Linked DNA regions of Callithrix jacchus: region 2 is linked to region 1. The links are chromatin contacts, called in public Hi-C maps. All regions are on one chromosome and are shown on one strand. The core of a region is the stretch at or near the end of the contact, and the rest is flanking DNA. Distances in the headings are between cores, read along the strand shown.

Evidence for each region. Hi-C and Micro-C count contacts between places; a contact is called where the count stands out from the background.
Region 2: a Hi-C map of skeletal muscle shows a contact between it and region 1, with 4 times the contacts expected there. The contact joins the promoter of TSPAN14 here to the enhancer-like site in region 1. A contact is called at or near these places in 3 of 3 Hi-C or Micro-C datasets (induced pluripotent stem cells and skeletal muscle).

What each region holds. Positions count from the first base shown.
Region 1 is chr12:50,043,512-50,046,211 of calJac240_pri, reverse strand. It overlaps TSPAN14 (tetraspanin 14), which reads left to right. Exons shown (of 10, transcript XM_078345444.1): 3 at 907-957; 4 at 1,682-1,733. Among named protein-coding and RNA genes, the nearest start is that of SH2D4B, 27 kb to the right of the region's middle. Within about 2 kb of position 1,406, at least 4 of the 16 cell types and tissues checked have an H3K27ac peak or open chromatin away from gene starts, as enhancers often do.
Region 2 is chr12:50,093,059-50,095,758 of calJac240_pri, reverse strand. TSPAN14 (tetraspanin 14) reads left to right here and starts at 1,319. Exons shown (of 10, transcript XM_078345444.1): 1 at 1,319-1,552. The coding sequence starts at 1,349.

The DNA of each region.
Region 1 (2,700 bases), core at 157-2,656:
AAGTCTTCATAGAAAAACAGGAGGCAGCTTTATTAGCAGAGCCCACAATGTGTTTTGTTCTATATGGAAAAGTCCTCCCTGGTTCAGGAACCTGTGTGATGTATTTGGATGGGCCCCTTTCTGTTGTGGTGCACATGGGGTGTGGGCTCCTGCAGGTGGGAGGTTGGGGTTGGGGGTGCTTCTTTTCTGGGGTGAGCTCATTGCTTAGAGCATGCCTGTTTTCATTCTCTAGCTAAAAACCCAGCCTATCCTGAGCACAGGTGCGCCCCCTACTCAGTATAGATACCACGGGGAGGAGGCTCAACCCTGGCCAGTGGATGGCCTGGGCCGCTGGGTAGCTGCTTATCTGTGCCTGGTGTCCACCTCCAGGGCTGGAGAGCTGGCGTGTGTGGCAGAGGTGGTGCTGGTCTCTGCTTCCCTCTGTCTTCACCCTGTGGTGGTACCTGGCCCTGTGCAGCCTGATCTTGCTTTGGGAACCTCTGAGGGGACCTGGGGCAGCCCTCACAAGGGGTGATGTCTTCTTATACACCAGATAGTACACTGATAAGAGTCAGGGTTGCAGAAAGGGGAAGAAACAGGGCACAGCCTGATGTCTGTGACCCATAGTCTCTCCAGGGTGGAGTCTGCTCTGGGATCTTTTCCTGTTCCCCTCCGTGGGTCATGGGGTCATCTGAGGTTGATGGAGTTTGTCCAGACATTCAGGAAGGTGGGTTCAGGTTATCTGAAGAACCTCAATGCCCCTTTATTCTGGCATTGCCGGCCCCTGTCATCTGCAGGGCCCAAGGGGCCGTGTGGGATGTGAGCTAGAGCATGCCCTGCCTGGCAATGTGGACTTCGCTCTATGAAGCATGGTCACAGTGCTAGTTTCTGACCTAACTTCCTCTCTCTTTCCTCTGCCCCGCTTAGTTGGCTGGAGTTGTCTTCCTCGGAGTTGGGCTGTGGGCATGGAGCGAAAAGGTAGGTATAACTGTCACAGGACGCTGAGCTTCAGGCAGCCAAAACCAGATTCACTGTACATCATTTTCCCCTCCTCCAGTCTGTTCCCTGACAAGCATTTCTCATGCAGTGTCAAGGTGTGTAGTAGTTAATCTTTACAGATGCAGCACCTGCCTACTCTGCCCCCATGATAAGGTTGGCTGCTGGAGGCAGGAGCTGGGCTGTTTTGGTTTTGATCTCTGGATGGAGAGAGCTCAGCTCTTGCCTGCAGCTGTGCCCAGGGCAGGCATGGGGCAACCCAGGTCCCTGAACACAGGCATGCTTATTGTTGAGGCCCTTATCCTCTTGGATGAGAGAGAGCAGGGAGCAGGGCTGGATTACGTGCCGTCAGGGTGCCCTGTGGGGCAGGGGTGATTCTTTAAGCACCTCTGTGCCTCCTTGCCCAGCCTAAGGAGGAGAGGGGAGGAGGGGAGACCTGGCTCCTACTGTGTGGAAGCACATGGGGCAGTTGCAACTCTAGGAAGGGGATGAAACTACAGTGGGCAGGGTGGGGCTGTGCTGCTACTTGTTGCCCTGTGGCATGGGTGCTGGGGAGGTGATAAGCGCTGAAAAGAGCTAGGGAGGGAAGAGGGTAGGAAAGCAGTAAGGTAGAGCAGGCCTGGCGAGAAAGAGCCCGGACTAAAGCTTCTTCTAGCATCTTGGGCCCGGGCCTTCTTCCTTCAGTGGAACTTCCCTTTGCTTCCAGAAAGAAGAGGCAGGAGAACCAAGATCTACAGGCTTTCCTGCCATGCTCTTGGGTATGGATAAGGCTCACCTTCAAGTTTGGGCACCTTCAAAGTGGCCTGTGAACCCCTAAAGGGCAAGAGCTGGAGTACGACGTCCTTTTGCCCCAGTGACCCAGAAGCAGATTCAATCTGTCTCACACCGCCACCGTGTGGCTGCCCCTGGGACTGCAGCCACTTGACCGGGTGTGGCCCTAAGTGTGGAGCTGGCTACTACAATTCCTTTGAATCTGTCCATCTAAAATAGTTAAAAAAGCCAGAACCTAGTTTAGAGAGACTTTATTCAGGCACACATGTTGAGAACAGGCCTACCCAAGAAGCACAAATTCCAAAGAATGGAAGTCAGCCTTCCTGTTCAAAGTGTAGATGCTTGGGATCATTTATCTGGACAAAGCCAGACAGAGCCTCTGTTTCCCAGGCTGGAGCACAGTGGCTTGATCTTGGCCCATTACAACCTCCACGTCTGGGTTCAAGAGATTTTCATGCCTCCCCTTCCTGAATAGTTGGGATTACAGGCATGTGCCATGACACCCGGCAAATTTTTGTATTTTTTAGTAGAGATGGGGTTTTGCCATGTTGGCCAGGCAGGTCTTGAACTCCTGGTCTCAAGTGATCTGCCCGCCCCAGCCTTCCAAAGTACTGGGATTACAGACGTAAGCCACCACCCCCAGACACCTATGTACATCTTAATGCATAGTCATAATGTTCTGATTAGTTGAGGCAGCTTTCAGGAAAGGTATGTATAACATTCCATGCTGAAGATATAATTGTCCCTGGTCTTAGATGATATCTGATCTGAGTCAGTAAAGAACAATGAAGGAAGCAGTTAAACTATAGCAGAGATCAGTGACTGGAAGGGGGGCTGTGGTCTCTCCTAGTTCCTTACCTAGCGGGAACAAAGAGGAGGAGAGTTCAACTGTAATCTAAAAACAGAATTGCAAACATGCTACATGACTCAGTCTCCAGGGCTCAGCTTCCCCCT
Region 2 (2,700 bases), core at 70-2,569, 50 kb before region 1:
GGCAAGCCTAATTGGCTCCCTGCTTTTATTTTTGCCTGACACCCACGCACAGCCTTAAATCAGAACATGTTAGTCTTCTGCATAAAACCCTTCCAAGACTCAACAAAGTCTCCATTCTCTGACACAGCCCACAGGCCCTGCATGATCTGCCCGCCCCCCCCTCCCACCTTCCCACTCCATCCTGGGCCTCCTCCCCAAGGCTTGATAATTAAACCACACTGATTTTCTTTCACCTCTTTGACCCATCCAGAGCTTACCCTGAAAAGGCACCTACTGCTCTCAAGGAGGAATGTCTCTGCCTGAATTTTCCCAAGGCTAACTCCTCATTCTTTTGATTTCAATTTCAGGATCACCTCCTCAAAGACCCTTTCCCTGAATACTTCATCTGATCCTCAAAGACTCTTTCCCTGAATACTTCATCTGAGGTAGCTCTTATTCTCTATTCTAATCCCTTGTTTTTGTCCCAGCCTTTACTTCAACTTGTGATTATTTATTTGTCTTCTCCACTAAAAATTACCTTTATCGGGCAAAAAGCCTCAGCTGTCCTGTTCACTGAAGTGTCACAGCATAGACACATGGCCTGGCATCCATCAGGCACTCAGTCAAGCACTCACCATCTGCTGAATGAATGGACAGGTTCCCACGGAGGTGCCTGAACTGCCTGGGGTGTCACAGACAGGTTGCATCCCCCTTAATTAAACAAACAAAATTGGCCAGGCACAGTGGCTCATGTCTGTAATTCCAGCACTCTGGGAGGCAGCGGTGGGAGGATTGCCTGAGCCCAGGAATTCTAGACCAGCATTGGCAACATAGCAATATCTTGTCTGTAGTTAGACGTGGTGCCCTGCACCTGTGGTCCCAGCTACTTGGGAAGCTGAGGCGGGAAGTAGAGGCTGCACTGAGCCACGGTCATGCCACTGCACTCCAGCCTGGGCCACAAAGTGATAGCTTATCTCAAAAACAAAAAAGCCAGAAACAAACCTGGGAATGGACCGAACAGTATCCATTTCAAGATCTACTCCTACCATTGGAATTAACCTGTTGGCTGCTTGTACTGGCATGTGGCAACCAGTCTTAGCCGAGTTTTAATTGATCCCTGTTTGGTGTTACCCAACAGAGCAGATCACTCGGCCCTCAACCACAGAATAAGTTTAAGAAACAGAGGTGTGCGTGACTCATTCTACAGGTAGGCAGGCTGAGGCTGGGGAGCCGCTTCTGGCTGTCCCTGGAAACCCCTCTTAACCCACAAGAATCATCCCAGCCATCTCTTTAGCGTAAATGTGAGGAACAAATCTCAGCCACGATCCAAAGAAAGCTTGGTATTTTTAGCACCAAAGCTAGAAGGAGCATGTCGTTACTCTTCGGTTTGCAAAGAAATGAAAACCATTTCCCCTTCCTTCTTTTGAAGACTACCACCGCCCCCAGCCTCCAAAGCCCGGCAGGAACGCCTTCTATCTCCACCACAGCCATTTTCCTGATCCTTCGCCGGCTCTCCACGGTTATCCAGTGTATCCCTCGAGACACCGCCTCCCACAGCTCGTGCTTCTCCCAGGTTCGGCTCCGACAAGGCCCGAGCGGAGTCTGCGCAGCGCAAAAAGCTCAGCGCGCTCCCGGCGGCCACAAGGCGACCAGCCCTGGGCCAGGCCAGGCCAGGCCTGCGCCGCGCACCCACTGGGAGGGCAAGGACCCGGGCCGCCCCAAGCCTCCGGCACCGCCCAGAGCGGGACAAAGGGGCGGGCCGGCGACTCGGCCTCGCGGTCCGCGGTGCCGCGCGAGCGGGGAGGCGGGGCGTGGTAGGGGAGGGGCGAGCCGGCGGGGGAGGGGCGAGCCGGCAGGGGAGGGGCGGGGCCAGGGCGGGCCCAGGCTCGCGGGGCTGCACGGGCGGTGCAGGGTAGGGGCGCCCCTTCCCTAGGCAGCGGCAGGCGCCGCGCCCCCGGCCCCGCCCCTCCGCGCCCCGCCCCCGCCGCTCGGACGGCCCGAGTCGCGCCCTCCCGCCCCGCGCCGCCGAACTTGCTCTAACTTCCTCGGCCGAGCCGGGCCGCGCCGCCGCTGCAGCCGCCGCGCGCGGGTGAGTAGAGCGCGGAGCCTGGGCTGGGGCGTCGGGCCCTGCCTTCTTCTTTGTCTGAGGCAGACTCCCCTGGGCGTCCTCCGGGGGCGAGGGCTGCTCCCCCAGGTCCCTGCTTGGTCCCTCAGCCTTCCTCCCCGCCTGCCCGAGGGCGGCCCCGCGGGTGGCGCTGGCTTTGTCTGCCAGGATCGCTCGCTAGAGGTTGGAGGCCTCGGTGGGGACCCAGCTGAGCCGAACTTCGGCGCGGGCGGGCGAGAGCCGCGGCGGGCCCGGGGCTGGCGCTCCGGGTTCGGTGGCCCTTGCCCCATCCGAGCGCTCCGGCGAGTGCGCCCCTGGGCCGGGCGGGGTGGGAGCGCCGGGGAGCCTGGACGACTGCTGCCGCTCGGGGCTCTTCTGCTCCAAAGCAGCGAGCTCGGCGATGGGCTCTCCTTTCGGCTCCGTCACCCACCCTCGGCCCCCCGGAGCTCGGGTTTGGGGTCGGGGTGGGCGTAGGCCGGGGTGGGCCGCCCTTTCTCCCTGCCCAGCCGTGGTTGTGCTCAGTCGCCCTCGCCGCGGTGGGTCCCACTTTTCCCGGCTTTGGTTTGGGGCGGCTGGAGTTTGAGTAGGCGGCGACCCAGCTTCTCCGTGTTAGTCTT